Regions from separate parts of the Mus musculus genome. Here region 1 is linked to region 2. The links are chromatin contacts, called in public HiChIP or PLAC-seq maps. All regions are on one chromosome and are shown on one strand. Each heading gives the region's core, a stretch centred on a gene start, on an enhancer-like site or on the middle of the called end of the contact. The rest is flanking DNA. Distances are from core to core; before and after follow the strand shown.

What was found. HiChIP or PLAC-seq counts read pairs in DNA pulled down with a chosen protein or histone mark.
Region 1: a contact with region 2 is called in an H3K27ac HiChIP or PLAC-seq map of large pre-B cells, with 2.7 times the contacts expected there. The contact joins two enhancer-like sites. A contact is called at or near these places in 3 of 484 Hi-C or Micro-C datasets (cortical neurons, myocytes and nephron progenitors), 2 of 115 datasets of contacts at active chromatin or transcription factors (astrocytes and large pre-B cells) and 2 of 9 other capture datasets (adipose tissue and liver).

What each region holds. Positions count from the first base shown.
Region 1 is chr9:45,787,579-45,794,039 of GRCm38.p6, reverse strand. Cep164 (centrosomal protein 164) reads left to right here. Exons shown (of 30, transcript NM_001081373.3): 9 at 1,028-1,108; 10 at 2,874-2,957. Among named protein-coding and RNA genes, the nearest start is that of Cep164, 38 kb to the left of the region's middle. Within about 2 kb of position 4,254, at least 44 of the 459 cell types and tissues checked have an H3K27ac peak or open chromatin away from gene starts, as enhancers often do.
Region 2 is chr9:45,582,617-45,588,716 of GRCm38.p6, reverse strand. The region is part of intron 3 of Dscaml1 (DS cell adhesion molecule like 1); the gene reads right to left. Among named protein-coding and RNA genes, the nearest start is that of Gm22069, 49 kb to the left of the region's middle. Within about 2 kb of position 2,081, at least 14 of the 459 cell types and tissues checked have an H3K27ac peak or open chromatin away from gene starts, as enhancers often do.

The sequences.
Region 1 (6,461 bases), core at 3,005-5,504, 200 kb before region 2:
TCCCAAGGCCATTGCCAGCTGCAACCCGCCCCTGCTGTCTCCAGCCCCTTACAACTTCCTGCTCCCGGTGTCTATTTTACTGGAACTGCATTCTGCTGTCAACATCAGCCAGAGCCCTTAATTGTGACAAATATGCCCAGACTCAGCAGGCAGTAAAATCCTGAATGAAATTGCAGAGCTGCTGGCACTGGGAATTCAGAGCAGAAATGTGCTTTCCCATCTGCATCCCTTAGATGTTCATGCTCCTTGTCCCGCCTCACCCTCTCTCCCTGCCCCTGTGTTGTCTTGGTTTGCTGCAGCCTGAGTTCCTATAGAGTGTGTGTGTGCGCATGTGCATGTGCGTGTGCATGTGTGTTGGCATGGGGGTGGGATGAGGGCTACCAGAGTTGCGTGTCCTGCACTAGCATAGGTAAGTCAGATTACTGAATGACTCTTCTCATCCATTCCTATGACAATTGCTGTTCTGACAACAGATATGTAAGTTGTTACATTCACAGATTGTGTAATAATCAAAGTGGTCAGAAGTAGGTCTGTGTGTATACATGTATACACATAAACATGCACACACACATATACCTAAATATACACACACATACATATAAATGTATACCTATATATATATCTGTATTTGTATAAATACAGAGATATATATAATCTAAATACATACACACATATGCACACACACTTGCACACTGCATATGCATGAGTGTGCACACACACTAAGATACACTTTATTTTTAAGGTATGCTTAAGGTATTTTACATGTATGCTGCTGACTTCCTGTCTCCACCATTCTTTGCTCTCCTTTTCTGTCTAAATCCTGCAGATCTGGTCTGGGCTGTGCTTGTCTCCGATCAGCATCAGAACCTAGCCCCGTTCTTGTGTAGGTGTTCGTATCTGCTAGTTTTCAAAATGGGTAGATGTTCATCTTGGGCTCAGTTCTATGTCAGCCCTGTGGCCTGATGGGAATTCCATGGACAGCAGCCCTGAACAGCTGGGGGGGTTTCTCTGTGATATGTTCCTGCAGGAGTCAGAGATCCACGGACACTTGAAGGACGCCCGGCACTCAGGGTCCGAAGCTTCTGGCCCTAAGTCTTTCCTGGGCCTGGTGAGTTGCAGTGAGGCGCAGCAGGGCGCTGTGTAAGAGCCGGGCTTTTCTTTTTTCCCAGAGAAGTGCTTTACCAGTGGTCCCGCAGCTGGGATCAGAGTCAGCTCCTGCGAGTTCCAGGGTCTTGGCTCAGTAGGCAGGGGTAGCACTGCCCACCTCATAGGTTTGCCACAGAGCTAAGTGACGCAACGCTCAGACACCATGACAAGCTAGAGTCAGTGCTCTTCCTTTGTGTGACTTGTCTAGAGGCCACCTGAGCTGCTCAGGGCCTCGAGGCTTCAGGCTGTTCGTGGGCCACTGAGCCATGCTGAAAGTCAAGGCTTTTGTCCTGCACTGCCAGGTCCTTTGTGATTCCTCTTTCCTAGGCCTTCCATCCAGTCTGCTCCATCTCAAGTTCATTTGCCAAGTCTGAGTCTTAAAGGGAGGATTTGGCTCCTTTTGGCCCATTGTTACCTCTGCATGTCCCCTCCATCTGTTCAGAGGAGGAAGGGGTGAGGGGAGGGATTAGTGGGAGAGGGTCAGAGATGAACAGAGACTAGAGGAGGGCTGCAGTGGAGTTAGACAGCAGAGCGCTTTGGCCCCACACTGAGCCCTGGGCCTTGGTAGCAGATGGCAGCTGCCTTAGATGGAGGAGAAATCAGACTGAAGGGAAAATATCATAATCCAAGACAACCCCACAAACCAGAGAGGCTAGAAAGGTAAGGGGGAAAAATCACTCTTGGTAAAAGCAAAACAAAACAAAACAAAAAAACCTCAAAACAAAACGCCCATCCAACCCCCAAAACAGAACAACAGAAACCCTACCAAGCCAACTCGACACTTGACAGTGATGGATAACTGTATGTCACAGGACTCTTGGAAACAAGTGGCCTGGTCCTTCCAAAGGTGCCACTGTGTGCTGCTTGGACCAATCAGCATTCTCCTTCACTCTGGGTGTGGAGGGAGGAAGCTGGAGACAGCAGGACCAGACCTCACCTGGGCATCCCTCCATCCATCAGGCCGATGACAGGACTGTCCCTGTTAGAATACAGTCAGATAGCAATCCTTCACTTAGCCCAGCGGGACTCTTACGCTCAGGAGGGTTATAGTGTGGTCCTGTGGCAGCCGAAGGGCAGTCAGGAATTGTGGGCATCTGCTGCTTGTCCCCAAGAGGACTCTGTGGACAGAACACTGCTAATAAGTCCCATTGTCTAGAGAGGGGCCACCTATGGGGAGAGGGAAGGCATGAATTGGAAGGAGCCCATCGAGCCTCAACTTCCAAGCAACCCATGGGTTGGGGTTTGCTGGCATTTCTCCTGCCCAGCTTGGGCAGAGGGTGAGAGGAGAGCAGGGAAACAGCTGTGAAAAGCCATGTGGTGCAGCTTGTGTCATGGAAAGAGTCAGGCCCCGGCCTCATCTGACCTGCAGCCCCCTTGTCAGCAGCTTTTTGTCCTGGGCCAAATTACACGACCTCCCTAGCCTGCAGCTGGGTCCACAGAGCGTGAGCACGCCAATCTTGCAGGGTTATTTCTGTCTATAATTTTATTATGAAAAATATGAAAGCTACAGAGAAGTCAGAAGGATTTTTACAGTGAGTATCCACAGCGTCCACTCAGGGCCTGTGGTGTCATTTTGACTCTGCTTCTCATTATCTTGCCCTCTTTGAGAGCTTAGACGTCTCAGTTTGAGCTCTGTGCCTAGGACACAGAGCACACCTTTCTGAAGGGTGGGACAAGTGCTGACCGTGGCAAGAGCAAAGCTCACTTCTCATCTCCACTGCCTGCAGGACTTGGGCTTTCGCAGCCGCATCTCGGAGCATCTGCTGGATGGTGACACACTTTCTCCAGTCTTGGGTGGAGGCCACTGGGAGGTGAGTCGGAGTGGTCTAGGCTACGGCCTCACTTTCCCCGGCAGTTACTTATAGGGGTGACCCATAGATGACCCCTGCCTCTCACAGTGTGGACTTCGGAACATGCTCTCTCTCCAGACACTTGCCTCTGGTGGGCCTTCTGGCCATGATTGCTTTGTTTTGCTGCTGTGCACTGGAACATCCTGGTCCTGCCGTGTTTGTGTGTGTGTGTGTGTGTGTGTGTGTGTGTGTGTGTGTGTGTGTGTGTGTGCATTTCTTCATTCAGCCACTGAGGGTTTACCGCCCGCCCACCCACCCATTCATTCTGGCTCTGCCACCCAGCAGCTGGATCTGCCACTTGCCTTACCAGTCTGCACACGCTGCACCTTGTGACTGCTCCGCCAAGGCCTGCTGCTTCCCCTTTGACCCCTGAGTTTTCTTCTTTAGGCTCTGAGGCCCAGTTCTGGTGTCTGTCTGGAGGAGGTGACTTGTCCCCTCTCTGCTCCCAGTATTCTTACTTTGTTTTTACAACGTTTTGTCTCCTGGGCCTCCACCCAAGGTGCCTGAAACACAGATGCTGTCCTAGAGGAGCTTAAGTCAGGGCGGTTGTTTTTTTTTTCCTTCTCTGGGCTGCTAGAAGAGGGATTCTGGCACATGGACTCTGTGGGTTTTAGGGAGCAGCTGGTTTGAGTGAAACAACAGGATGTTTGCTATGAACCCAGCCTGGGAGCCCTCGGTGGTTTGCATGAGCGTACACATGGGTGCACAGTGTTTTCAGACTACATTTGGCCCCATGCGCTCCTCTCAGGTCCGGCTGGTGCCTTTCTGGGTGATGGCCCCATTACCAGGTCTCTGATAGACTTTGGATACCCCCTGTTGGAAGAGCTGAGGATGTGAAGGCAAGGACAAGGGAAGGTAGGGTTAGGGAGGGAGGGCGTGGAGCAGCTGCACTTGGTGAGGCCCCTTTGGTGACAAGTCACTAGGAAGCCGCCAGGTCCATTGGGCAGGGTAGGTTCTGTGACATGGCTTGGGTTTAACTCCCAGTGGCCACTGCCTGTTGGCAGCCAGTCCTGACAGAGGAAGTTCTAATTCATACTTGAGCCAGTGTGTTGGAGTGTGGGTGGTACGGGATGCTCTGATTGACTGGCCAGCAGTGCCACTGTTGGAGTGAGGGTGGTACAGGATGCTCTGGCTGACTGGCCAGCAGTGCCTCTGACAGGACTCAGCCTGCAGCTGTCTTCCTGTTCTCAAGGTGTGCAAGGGTGGAGCTGGCAGAGGATGCAGCAGCCGCTTCCCAGCACAGAGTCAACCATGCGTGCAGTTGTCTTTGTGGTCCTCTGGGGCTAGCGCCTCCTTCCCTTTGTTCTGGTTCCCAAGGCTAGGAATAGGGAGGGCCTTGGAGTTAAATTATCTTGGGTTTTATTCATCCTCAAAATTATTTTGAGGGCTGGGAGTATAGCTATGGTAGAGTACATGTGTGAAACCCTGGGTTCCATCCCCAGCACCAGAAGAAATGTATACATACAACAAACTGCATATTTGAAGGCACATTTTACCACATATATGCTTTTGAAACTGTAAGCACATTCAAGGCCCCCTTCCATTGTTGGATGCCGACTGTAAGGCTTTATATATCCTCTGTCACTCAGCACTACCTCAGCACCCTGGTCCCTGCCCTTAAAACCCAACGCTCTAAGTTAAGCTTGCAATCCTCCTGCTTCCACCTTGGGACTGGATCTTAAAAACAAAACTCAGGCACAGAGGTAAGGCTGGGAAGCTGGGGTCCTGAGTTTAGCTGGGCCAGAGGCTTGGTGTGTGCTTGTTTCGATCTCCTTTCCAGAGTGCCACCACACGTGTCCCTCACTGGGTCCTTTCTTCCTTTTCCAGGGCAAAAGTTCTAGGGAGCAAGTAAAGCTACTCAGAGGACCCACTGTGTGGCTTTCCCTGAGTTGTCTCTTCTTCTGTGTCAGGAGGCTGCTTCACTTTGTTGCAGAAGTATAATTGTGAAGCAAGAATGGGTCAGGCAGACAGAATGGTGTGGTTGGTGGCCAGCTCCAGTCTGCCTCTGTCTGTCCTCACAGTCCTGGAGTCCTCCATGGCTGTGGGCTCGCTTTGAGTTTGTATTACAGTCACCCTGCTTTGTCACTTACATTTTAGTTGAAGTCCAGTTGACCTGTGTGGTCCCTTTTTCTTTGAGAACCTGAGAACAAGAGGGCGTGCTTTGTAGGGAAGGTGTACCTCAGGAGGAGGCCGAGGTGGGGCAGGGAGGGTGTGCTTGCCGGTCACTGTGTGGCCCAGGCTCTGCCCAGGCCCATGCAATGGAAGTGGCAGCCCTGACAGGGAGCCCTTCTGCCTCAGGCTCTGAGAGGTAACACAAATGCATTGCTAGTTACAGTGTAATCTGGGGAGCTGGGTTTCAGTGCAAGGCCTGCCCTTGGTTAACCACCCAGATGTCAGAGTCAGATACAACTGCTGGGGTTCTGGTAGTCAGAGGGGAAGTGTCGGTATGTTCGGGGCACAGGGCTGGGACAGCATTGGGAAAGACAGAGTGATCTCTCTCCTTCCCCTCCCCTCCCCGTGAACCTGAGTCTCAGAGTAGGCGGTGCTCCTGTCAGGAGGGCCAGTCCTAGAGTGGGGCCTGAGGCTGGCACGGGCTTTTCTTTCTCTCCATCTTAGGCTGAGGGAGAGGATGGGAGAGGAGGAGCCGGCACTGTAGCCTAATTCTTCAGGCGGAAGCTGTGTTCATGTGTAGGACATTTCACCCTTGCTGAAGCCCTGGGACGCATGCTTTACCGACATAGTTGAGGGGAGGAGGGGTTCTCCTGCAGGCTGGACATTCTGGAACAAAGAGTAGGCCCCAGGCTGATGTCACCATTGCGTTTCTTTGCAAAATATTTGAAATCATCAAAAATCGCCTTTTTTTTTTTTTTTTAAACCAGCTTTCTAAATTTGCCTAGATACCCAAGATGTGGATAAGATTTGGGAGTTTATTTTCAAACGGATGCTGTAATAGCAGCCTTGGGGGCTGGCGCGGGGCGGGGAGGGGTGCTCACTGTCTATGATGGGGTTCACTAGAGCAGAGGAAGGAATGTTGTGCTATCATTCTGGGAGTCAGATGGTGCCCTCGGGTTTGGGGCACAGCCTCCCCTGCCCCTCCTAGATCCTGGTAGTTCAGAATTCTTCCTTCCCAATGTACTTGGTCTAACCATTTTATTTTGTCACCCCTGTACCACGGCCTTGCTGACCCAGGCCTCAGTGAGTTTAGATCATCGCCTTCTCTTTGCAACTAGCAGTGCAGGCTCTGGGCAGCAGGCCAGGTTCTTAGGGTACCTCCCCCCCCCCCGCCCTGTTTCTGGCTCTTATCTATGTATATAGTGACCATATTTATGTATCTCCTGTTTCAGCTGTGGGTCATGGGCTTAGCTAGAGCTTAGGAAGTTTCATTCTACAGACAGACCTGTCCTGTGTCTCAGCAGCCCCTGTCCTCTCCAGAGGCACCGTGGTGTACCTGCTGACCGTTTGACT
Region 2 (6,100 bases), core at 832-3,331:
CTTATTCAAAGCTTGTCTGAGCCTCAGTCCTTGTTCTCCCACTGACTAGCTGTGTGGCCTCTGGCTTGTTATCTATCCCTTGAAGCTCTGATCTTCCTGCTCTGTGCCCCACAGGACATGAGAACTCTGGTTTCACCAACGGATATCAAATAAGCTTGTCACGCAGACTGTTATCCGCTTGTCTAGACTGCTCTTCCCTGCATAGGACAGAATCTGGGCTTTCCTCCTGGGAAAGGTTCTACCAATGAGCTCACCTCCAACGTGGGCATGCTATTAGCACCTCTCACAGTACATTTTTTGGGAAGGCTAAGTTGGACAGCACCTCTAACACACACAGCTCTGGTGTGTGGGAAATGTTCAGTCGATTCAGCTTTTTGTTCTTAACCAAACCTTCAAAAAGATGAGGCAACCCAAGCCCCAGAATCAAAATGATGTGCCCAAGGTCACACACGGGGGCCTTGAACCCAGGGCTTCTGTCGTGAGACTTATTAGATACTTCTATTATATGATGTTGACTATTCTGAATGGCTTGTGCTAGATGCATTGTGGGAGAAGATGGCTTACTGTTTCCCTACACAAAAGCACAGTGACAATCCCCACAGGAGCTGTCAAGACTTGGTCCAAAGAGAATAAGGCCAGGCAGCCAAGTGCCTTAGAGGACAGGTGGAAGACAGCTCCGCATGCAGGCGGCTCAGTGCAGAGACGGAACAGCCCAGCTTCATTAAGCCATTAACTTTCTTTTTACCATTTGTTGGTTTCAAATTAGAATAAGTCTAGCCAACCTACAAAGCCACCCACCAGCTTCAACTTGATTGAAATCAGCTGATTCAAAATGACAGCATCGCAGGGCGTTTACAGAGGAGGGTGAGAAGAGAACAGAGCTGGGAAGACTTCTGCTCTATCCGGCCCTGCCAAAGGGAGGGAACTTGTCTACAGCACCCCTAAGAAATGAACAAGGCCATGTGGCTCCTGACAGAGTCATGAATGAAAGGCCGGAACAGCAGGTTATGGGGCCATTCAAAACCCATCTGTAAATGCACTCTCAGGGGACAAAAGGGTTAAAAGTCAGCCCACCCTGTATTAAGGGTGTCTCTGGTGCTCTCGGCATTTGCCATTTTGGATTTTCATTTTGACTATTTCATTTATGTGTGGGTGACACAGTCCTTTGTGCACACTGGTGTCCAATTGCAGTGTGAAGCCATCACAAGGATCTTTTACTTGTTCAGCACTGAGCCTGGTCCCTGGAAGCTCACCTTGCTTCCTTCCCTAGGGCAAGTCTCATGAGCCCTAGGATTGAGTATAACCACCACTCAAAATTCCAGCCTCAACATCCAGCCAGTCTGAGGATGGGGGTTAAAAGGGATCATTTCTTGGGGTGCGTGCAGAAAAGGTTTGTATCTTGGCAGATGAGTGTGTGGGAGGCAGGCATGGTTTGGTCATTGGTTCCCAAACTTGTCTCTACACAGAGCCACAGGAATGGTTTTAAAACACACTATTCATGTCTTACCATTTTTTTTTTAATAATTTAGCTGGTCTTGGGTATAGCCTGAGCTTTAAAGAGGATCAAACAAAAACAACAACAAAAAAGCAAGATAATTCTGAAATGGGGTCATGTTTGGGAATCATTGTTTTGAGATCCATTCAGAAATATGGGCTTCATTTCATACCTGTATGAATGTCTTCCATCTCTAAGAGATTGACAGAGTGGGGATCCTAAGGGAGTGTCATCTTAGAGGAAAGGTTTCAGGTCCTGGGAAAGGATCCCCTGGTTTATAGAACACCCCTCCTCTCTCCTTCCTAAACACCTGCCACTTCTTCACCAGGACAAAGCTCTTTATCCCACAGTGAGAGATGAGGCTTAAGACAGCAATGCCCCTGGGAGAAGAGCAACTCAAACCCATGTTCAGCTATAAATGACTGTTGAGGAAAGGAGACTCAGCTGCCGTGACAGCCTGACAAGAGAAGTGTGAAAACAGGAAAGCCAGAGACGCCCTCATTTGAGAAACGAGGAGGCCTAGTCCCAGAGGTATGACCCACCCTGGCCAAGGCCATCTGCTCCGCCCGTCACAGTGGAGTCTGGAGTGGAGGGAGGAGCTCAGTTTCCGCCTACCTAGGAGCAGTGCTGACCTTGAGTGGCAGCTGAGAAGATCTGTCGTATGGGATCCCTGTGGGGGTGGTCTCTGTATAGACTTCCCATTGCCCTCCGGGGCTATAGAGACAGGCGTCAAGCATGTTCTCATGAACGGTGCCCCTGGGTTCTATCTAATATTGGCATCCATTGTGTGGCATCCAGGGACATTAAGTACCCTGGTATGTGTGAGGCTGCCAGCATGTTAGCCACTTTGTTCACTGCTGTGACCAAGTAATTGACAAGAAATAACTTAATAGAAGGAGGAGATTTATTTTGGCTCATGGTTTGGGGTCCATTACAGTGAGAAGGTATGGTGGCCATGGTGGGGAAGGCATGGCGAGCCTTCAGCGGTAGCAGGGTAGGCTAGCTTAGCTCGCATTTGGATAGACCAGGAAAGCAGAGACAGGAGAATACTGGGACTCAGCTGACTTTCTTCAGTCCTAAACTGAAAGGATGTTGGATATCCCTTCTCAGTTAATCCTTTCTGGAACGGTCTTGACTAGATGTGCCCAAAAGTGTGTCCCTTGGGTGACTCTAAATTCACTCAAGATTGACTATCACACTGCTCATGGAAAACCAGCCCCTTCGTGTCCCCTTTGAGAAATGAGATGGATCTTCATGGGATTGTGGGAGCCAGCCCTTCCTCTCCTCTGCCTCCTGGCTTATGATCTGAGTGGCCTCCTTCATCACTGACTCTGGCCATGGTTTTCCACACTCACAATAAGCCCTTTGTGGACTACTTGATCTTTGACCAGAACCTCCAAGACCACGAACCAAAATAAACCTTTTCTCCTTTAAAAGCGACTTCCTTCAGTGTTTCCTTTATGACAGCGCCACCGGGCTGACTAGTGACAGCACCTTTGTGCTATGTCTCCCAGACCCCCTCATTCAGAGCTTCCCCAGCCCGAGATAAGCAGTCACTGCCTCTGTATTTGCTGGTGTGGCTTTAATATTGGCAGAAGAAGCAACTGCTTCTAGGTAGGCTGTATAGGCAACCATTAGGCCAGCAATGGGAAAGAAGCTATAATCCCACCAGGCTCAGAGACATTGTCATACCCTCTAGAGCTAAGCCCTGGGCATAGAGGGCTGAAAGGTCCTGGACCAGTTTCAGGACAGAGATGAAAAAAGCCTCTTGATTTCGCCTAGTTCAGTCCTGCTGAGACTTGGTCAGGGAACTTGTCCACACTTCCAGCTGCCTTTGCTCAGCCTCTGTCCCCTTGTGGCTGCTACTCGAAGTATGGCTTTGTGCGGGGAGGGCTGTCCTTTCTTGTCCCTGCTCCACAGTGCAGGGCAAGAAGTAAATGTGGGCCGCACACTGCTGCCTGATGACACGAAGGAGCCTGCTGGACTTTATCCAAGTTCATTTGTCTTTTTTTTTGCTTGGATGGTGGGGTGAGACAAGATCGATTAGCTATTACTGGGCAATTAAAAGAGTCTCGGGCTCTGAAGTCAATGGGCCTCTCTGAGCTTGCTCCTCGTCTGCAGAGGACACTAGGAGTGATGCTTACCTTGTCACCTGCAGGACTCACTAGGTGAAGGGTCAGGAATGTGGACGATCCAGCTCGCCTCTGAACTGGTCTGCTTGTACTGTTACCTTCCCAGACATCCCCTGCTTCTCTGATCCCATCCCTGCAGACCTCAGCTCCCTCGTGTAGCTGCCCCTATGGGACACTCTTACATGTTGCCCTCAAGACTCCGAGGGATTAGCCACAAGCATTCGACACACAGTAGGACAGATCTCATAGGATACTTACTACCTGTCCATCCCCAGCACTGGAATCATCCAGAGAGAAAGAAATGGGGAGGAAAATCCACAGAAGCTGCCAGCTAGGTCTGTCAGCTCCTGGGAGCCTACGCATTCAAGAGGCTGAGCTGACATTTACGGTGAGAAGTTTTATCCTGGTGGTAAATACCCTCTAATGGTGTAGGTCATTACACTAATTACAGCAGATAATTAATTTTCTCATTCTTCTTATTTATTTACTTTTTTTTTTTTGGTAGCCACCTATCACCAGAGAAAGGGAATTTGTTCCTTTGCTTTCTTTGTCAATAGGTCTGAGCAAATCTGCTCTTGCTGGTGTCTGAGATGGCAGGAGCGGTTCCCCTGGGTCTGCTGGTAGGCCACTAGAGGTGACTGAGAAGCCCCGCCCTCTTGGACATGGCTCTCATTCAGAAGCTTCCTGCTGAGCACCCTCTGAGGATGGCCTTTAGCTCTACAAGCTCCTCACTGGTCTCACAGGTCAATGCTTACTTGCAAGGCTGGGACAGAAGGTGGTCTTCCTTGGTTCCTTGGTCTTGGTAAAACCATCATTCTGGATGTTTCTAGCACCACACTACCACAGAGTGAAGTCCTAAAGGTCTGTGGGTGCAAGGTGTGGTTCCCAGGTGTCACCGTTGGGAGCTGCAGTGGGCCATGAGGAGGGTGGTCCTTAGGTTGCTGGGGAGCTGTGAGACCCAGCCTGTCCTTTCCTCTGCCTCCTGGCTGGTAGTTTCAGTGGCTTCTTTTACTGATGACCCTGGCCATGATGTTCCTTCCTCACCAAGCTGCAGACTGTAGACTGCTTGATCTCTGACAGGAACCTCCAAACCCATGAGCCAAAATAACGCTTTTTTCTTTAAAAGTTGCTTCCCTCCGTGTTTTTGTTATGGCGTCCCAGGGCTGACCAACGTCGGTATCTTTGCATTACATCTCCCCTGAGCCCCACGTTCAGAGTTTCCCCTGCCCCCGACAACCGGGCACTGCCTCTGGAAGAACCCCAGTTCTTATCCATGGCCTGGCTCAGCTTTCAGCTCGGTAAACAGATCTCACTCAAGTTCATTTCCACAGTCTCCAGGACAGGCCTGCAGGAGCTGCCATCCTAGCACAGCGAGAACATTGTTTATATCTTACCCCATTCAACTGATGAAAGCATAACCATGTAAGTTTGGAACAAAGAGGAAACTGAGGCTCAAGGAAGCTTGCCCCAGATTGCCTCCTGCGAACATGATCATTCTTGACTGGGCATCTCTGTAGAGCCCCAACATTTTATTCTGACCTTATCTGCTTTTATCTGCTGCCAAGATCCCTATGCCTTTCAGGACACACAACACTTCATTTTACAAACTCTTACAGTTTTAACCAAGCTGACTCTTCCTGTAGGGACCATGGGGCATCCCTCTACCCTCTCTGTCCCTGTGGGACTACAGGCATCTTGACATATTCCCTCTCCCTACACTTCTCCAGAGGCCAGCATGGTTTGAGCATTTAGGATTTCCTGATAACTGACTTATGTTTTGATGTAGAAAGTCCTTTCGTTGCACATTGCATTGGGACTACAACGGTTTTCACGAGGGACACTTGGTATGGCATTATTCCAATGTCAAGATGAGAGACTGAGGTATTCATGGTGACAGGGCTGAGCAGACAGGTCCACAGAACTAGAACTCTCCCTTTCTCAGGGGTCTCTCTAACCTTCCAACTTAGAGAGCTGAGGAAGGTGTAGGATGGGCACGCAAGGGGGATGTGATGGGGATGCGATGGGCAAGCCTGCTTCAGCATCTCTCTCCAGCCCCACCATAGCTACCTGTGCTTAGTGGAACCTGCCCGGGGCCAGCAGCAGGCCTACTTTTTCCCAGGTGCTGGAGAGAGTGGCAAGGGCCCAAGTTCCACAGTTCATCATCCCCACCTGGCCTCTGGTACAGTTAGAAGCACCAGGTTGGGTTTTCTCATCTGCAAAATATAAGATCTTTTGTGAAACCCCAAATGTGGAGCCTCAAAAGTGATTTCTAACCCAGTTTATTCTGCTCTTCTGGTTCCTTGTACAGAATCTGAGTTCTTTATTGGAGGCAGATCTCAAGGAGACCCCTGTGGCTCCAGTCCATAGCCCAGAGTCCCAGCGCTCGCTTTTCCTTTAATGCATTTGGTGAGAAGCAGTCCTCTAGGAGGGGAAATAAGGAGGGCACTCCTCCTGAGAACCGGGCTTCCAGGGC